2 separate regions of the Triticum aestivum genome follow, and region 1 is linked to region 2. Evidence: chromatin contacts called from public Hi-C data. All regions are on one chromosome and are shown on one strand. Each heading gives the region's core, a stretch centred on a gene start, on an enhancer-like site or on the middle of the called end of the contact. The rest is flanking DNA. Distances are from core to core; before and after follow the strand shown.

Region 1 (2,700 bases), core at 30-2,529, 140 kb after region 2:
GCTTGGAGTTGGATGGTCAAGATAGGAGGACATGGAGCGAGGCGTTCTTGGTGGCCGCGCACACGGGGCAGGTGTCCACGGAGGGCTCGCACGCACCGCACAGGGACAGGTGCCGGCACGGGAGGAGCAGAACGCAGGCGTCCCCTTGGCCGCAGGCCTTGCACGACGGAGCCGCCGTGACTGCCTTGGACGCCGCGTCGTCGGCGTTGTCGCCCGCTGGGGTCTCGAAGCAGCAAGACTGCGCGTCGTCGGCATCACCCTCACCAGCCCCGGCGACGGCGCAGGGGGGCTGAAGCAGCTGGTCCAGCGTGCCGCGGAGGCCGGCGGCGACGGCCTCGTGGCTCTTGGCGACGCCAAGCCACGCCTGGCCCTCTGCGGTCATCTGCCTGAGCCTCTCCTCCAGTTCGCCGTTGCGGTATCGCGCGCGCTCCAGTTCAGCCTCTACGGCCTGAAGCCGCCCCGCCGCAGCGCGCTCCACAGTAGCCATCACTGCCCTCGCGTGTCGCCGGCGCGCCTCCTCAAGCCCCGCGCGAATTCTCTCGGTCTGCACAACAGACGTAGACAAGCAAGTGAGATACCGTTCGACCAAACCGATCGTCAACCCGACTCCAATCGCGAAGAAAAAGAGGCACGCGGGCATACCTCGAGCCGGATGAGCGCGTCCATCTCCACGCCCTGGTTGTAGAGCAGCGTGTTGAGGCCCGCGGCATTGGCCACCCTCCCGCTGGTGGAGGCCGCGCCGGAGCCGACCGCCCTGCTCTGCGCATCGCAAGGCAGCATGAGCCCGTGCATCGCCGCCGCCTGCTGCAGAACCAAGCGCTGCCGGGCAAGGTCGGCGAGGCCCGCCGGCTCGTCCCCGGCCATGCGCGCCCGCTTCCTCGGCGCGAATCCGCAGTTGTCGTTGCATGTGAGCTCGCTTCGCGGGAGATCGCTGAGCACAGTGTTGTTCCCAATACACGGCACCGCTGGCGCGCACCCGGCGTGCTCGTCCAGGAACTGGGAGTTACCCGGCGCCGCGGCGTCCGTGGACCTGTAGGCGTTGAGGTCGTGGGGGAAGGCGTGGGAGAGGAACCGCGCCTGGACAGCCATTGCCGCCACAGCAGCACCGCTATGTATCTTGTCTGGGAGAGGAGTTGGGTGACGGAGAGGGCGAGGCGGAGAAGGCAAGGTGTCCGACGCAAAGGACGACGACGATGCGTGAGGAGTTGGGTGGGGGAGCGGAAACGGCTGGGGAGTTGTGATGGATAGAAAGAGAGATGGACGAGGAGGAGGCGTGGAGGAGGGGGGCGGTTATATATACGGCGTGGGTGCGGGGAAGACACGTTGGGTTGGGTGTGTGTGGGGGGCCTGCAAGGGGACAAAAGCTGTCTGCCTCTTGTTTATTTTGACGGGGAAGGGAGGCAGCCAAAGCGGATGGGTTGGACGGATGCGATGCGATGCCATATCTCCCTATCTTTTCCGCGCCTGCCTTTAATAATGCCTATCGTTTACGGTGTGGAATGCTTTTCCTCTTTCCTGCTCTCTTTTTCCTGCCCCGTTTTTTGTTGCCTGCCTGCTGTGGCCATTGATTCGTCGTGGAGAGTGATGTGAGATGCGGGGGAGGACAGTGGTGGTCCGGGCGGAGGTGGGGGTTGCATGATGATAATAAAGGTGGGCCACTCCTCTGCTCTCGGTGCTTTGACGTTTTCCTTTCCTTTCTCCCTCATTTCCTATGGCTACGCTGCTTCTGCAATTTACGATACGGCCTACAAGCATTTAGTAATAGCTACAGTAATGTACAGCTCTACAATATACGTACGTTTCAGAAAAAAATACGACTATAATTTTCTTATGAAAGCCGACTGTAATTTACTCTACAATACTACAGCGTGGCTTTGTGTGGTTCGTCAAGCAGGCACCGGGACGTGTCATACACGCAAATTTCAACTGGATCTTTTCGAAAATAAACTGGAATTTATAGCAGCTCACCTGAAAGAAATGTTTATCAATTCAGCTCTACTAGTACTAAATGTTGAGTAGAGTATTTTTAGATACGGATCAGTTTCAACGGCACAGGCCACGGAGATGCGAGAATTAAGGTGCAGACGCCCCCACCCACACACAACCTACCGTCGTACCAGTGGCGTGTCATTGAATGCCGGGCCGCATTATTATTCATGCCTCGTCTCGTCGGTCACAGGTTTGAATACGCCCCCCGAAACGTCAAGTGCGTGACCGTGATGCTCCCCCACAACCGGATCTAGAAATTCCCACACCAAACCAAACCAAACCGCAGTTAGATGCGCGAATCACGGCCACCAGTAATTAATCCCGGACCCATGCCATGCACAAATCACCAGGGCCGCTGGCCTGGCCACATTTACTACAGTACGTCTCATCCATCTATCTCGCGTGTGGTGGTGCAGTCCGTTTGTCGTCCTTGCTCCCAGGCCTTGAAGGCTCGTGCTCGTACCGACCAGCCCCGTCGGTCCGTCCTCGTTGGCACGGCCTGAGTCCGACCAGGCCAGGCGGGGGCGGGCGGGCTGGACCAGGCACGCATGCATGCCTTGCCTGCACTGCAACCACCCCACACCACGCAAGGAACACCAGGCCAATGCACCTGCCACCGCTGCTGCGCGCGGCCGTGTCCGCACCGCACCGCACCGCACGCATTAACAACATCCCAACGGGAATAGCGTGACGAGGGGCAGCGCTGCTGTA
Region 2 (2,700 bases), core at 128-2,627:
TCTTCTTTTCCCATCGCGAATCGATGCTTGTGACATGGACGCGGGCCATGCGCGCGAGCACAAAGCAACCATCGTGTTCGTACGTCAAAGCCTTTAGCCACAACGAAGCGATTGATTCGATCCGATGGACAACCTCACCTCACTTCACCTCTCGAGGAGAAGCTTTCGTGTTCATGGTGCCGATCATGGCGCAAGCCGGCCGATAGCTGCATCATACGCCAAAGCGATTCCGTTCGGATAACTATTCGGACCCGTCCACCCATCGAACCAAAGAAATCGCGTGCTTTACCGTAGCCGGCCAGCTGATCGTCAATCTTCTTTTCTCCCGTCCCAAAGTGTCAAACCAAGAGAGAGTTTTTACGGTACCCTATACTGTTGATAGGCGAGGGAGCAGTATATTAAAATCGGGCCATTGATATTCTGGGGATAGGATAGACAGTTTTGGGATTTTGAAATTGAGGGCGATGGCAACTGTTATCAACCAGGAGTCCAGGACTCAACCATCACCCTCAATTTCAAAATCTCAGCCATGGCAGAGCCGCATGCTGACGCCTCAGGTCGTTCGGGAGAGACCTGCACCATGCTACTGACGGCCCAGTCCAGAAACATGGTGAAGAAAGGGGTTTCGGGTAGGCGAAAGAAGATGAGCACGACGGTGGCCGTCCACAATGAAGGGGTTGTGGGTGTGCCACGGCGGCTAGAGCCTTAGATACGCCGTTTGCCAGATAATGGCGACGGAAAAGAAAATTGCCACGCTCGCGCGGCGGCCGAAATCCTAGAAGGCGGGCAGGGGCGGCTGGCCGCCGTGGCCTCGTCTGCCCAACAAGGCCAGCGATCGTCGCGTACGAGCAGCATGCGCCGGAAGCGATCAGGTATCCGGAAGGTGTAGTCATCGGTGTGGAGGTCCTACGCCTTGCCGGCCCAACCGCCGTCCTCGTTGGGCGAGGCGGCGGCAGTCCCGTCCCCGGAGGGCGAGACGGCGGGGCTGAAATCGACGATGCGGGAAAGCCGGGGTGAGGTGTTGCGCGCTGCCGTAGCCCGGACCCAGAGGGGAGGTCGGCAGAGTACACGGGCCCACCACGCCGGCGTGGGGCATGGACCTCCATGGAGACGAAGACAAGGCGAGAATAGTCGCGGGTGAGCACCGGCCTGTCCCGCAGCGCGACGGGGGTCCTCCACGAGCTTCTCGTGCCAAGAGAAACAGGAGGAGGGATGGACGGAGGAGAGCAACGCGGTGTACATGGCGAGGCAGAGGGTGCTTACCCATGGCCCCGGAGATGTATACTGTATACTGGAGGACGGGAGCAAAGCAGTGCAAGCTATACCGCTCGCGGTTCCATTCGCAAATTGGAGCAGTACAGATCGCTCCTCTCCGTCAGATTTCACGAATGGACGGCCTATAATTGTCGCAGGGTACTATAAAAGAGCTCAACCGAGATGCCCCTGCCCAACACCGACCCAAGCAAAGCAACAACAATTATACTGAACCAACGCAACGCAACGCATCTTAAAGTGGTTATAAAGGTGGCGGGAGAATAATATATCTCGTGCTTGTGCCTAAACGAGAAGTACACTCAAGTGGCCAAAAGCATCTGTGCCTGGCTACCTACGGGGCCGGCACTTCAACCATACCATGAGAGGAACCTGCGCCGAGTTGTCTATTCCAGGTAGGAGTATCAAACAAAACAGTGCACTACCGCGCTTCTTGTGTTACCAGTACCAAAGGCCTTTTTCCGACTAGTGCACGAATCAGTTCACACATAAAAGCACCATCAACAACACTTGAAAAGACATAAGGCGAGAGATCTGTTGACATAACACCCCCTAGATCATGGTTAAGCAAAATAGCACCTTCTAGATTATACGTATAGAGTAGTTGATATGGTTGCGAGAATTCTATCTATTTATATGGCCATTTCCGGTGGTGGATTTAGCCCAATAGGCTAAGGTAGGCCAACAATAAAATTCATATAAATATCTTTATTTTTTTCCATCGCGAATCGATGCTTGTGACACGGACGCGGGCCAGGCGCGCCAGCATAAAGCAAATCATGTCGTCCACTATCCGTGTATCTCATATCCGGTACCTTATATTCATACTAAGCATGCAATATGAAACTAAACGACATAGATCATCGAACAGACATAGAATCAACATAGAAATGCATATTCCGATCACCAAAAAATCACCAACGGATCTCCAAAAGATCGTCAAAGTTCACATAATTCACATAGATGATGGACAAGTTTAAATTAGATTACTAAGAACTTGAAATTAAAGGGGGAGACGGCGAATCTTCACCACTTCCTCGCGGGGCCATTACCATTCCGGTCGCCGACGTAGCTGTAAGCGTCCGCAGCTGGTGGAGGGTCTTGGTCGTCCGAGGAGAAGGTGCAGCTGTCGTGGTCGTCGTCGCCGTCGTCGGGGTCGAAGTCAGAGAAGACAATGAGCCCCTTCATCCGACGAACCGTCCTGTCCTGCCCCCGCTTCAACTTGGCGACCCGAGCCTTCTACACCGTTGCCTCCTTCGCCTCGCGCTCCGACTGCTCAATAGCAGGCAGGAGCGCCTTTCCATTCTTCCGTCAAAGGCGGCGAGCGTCCGTCTCCGTCGTCATGAGGGACCAGCGGTTGCGAGGAGCCGTGCGTCCTTGTCGGGGTCCGCCTGAATCCCGCGGTGGCAACGCGTGGATTGCTCTGCC

Evidence for each region. Hi-C and Micro-C count contacts between places; a contact is called where the count stands out from the background.
Region 1: a Hi-C map of leaf shows a contact between it and region 2, with 4 times the contacts expected there. The contact joins the promoter of LOC123045360 here to the enhancer-like site in region 2. A contact is called at or near these places in 3 of 5 Hi-C or Micro-C datasets (leaf and an unstated tissue) and 1 of 1 datasets of contacts at active chromatin or transcription factors (leaf).

The regions. Positions count from the first base shown.
Region 1 is chr2B:445,915,237-445,917,936 of IWGSC CS RefSeq v2.1, forward strand. LOC123045360 (probable BOI-related E3 ubiquitin-protein ligase 2) reads right to left here and starts at 1,280. Exons shown (of 2, transcript XM_044468389.1): 1 at 643-1,280; 2 at 1-544. The coding sequence starts at 1,089. The coding sequence ends at 17.
Region 2 is chr2B:445,775,639-445,778,338 of IWGSC CS RefSeq v2.1, forward strand. No RefSeq gene overlaps it. Among protein-coding and RNA genes, the nearest start is that of LOC123045360, 140 kb to the right of the region's middle. Within about 2 kb of position 1,378, at least 6 of the 8 cell types and tissues checked have an H3K27ac peak or open chromatin away from gene starts, as enhancers often do. A contact at or near this core is called in leaf, where this site is marked.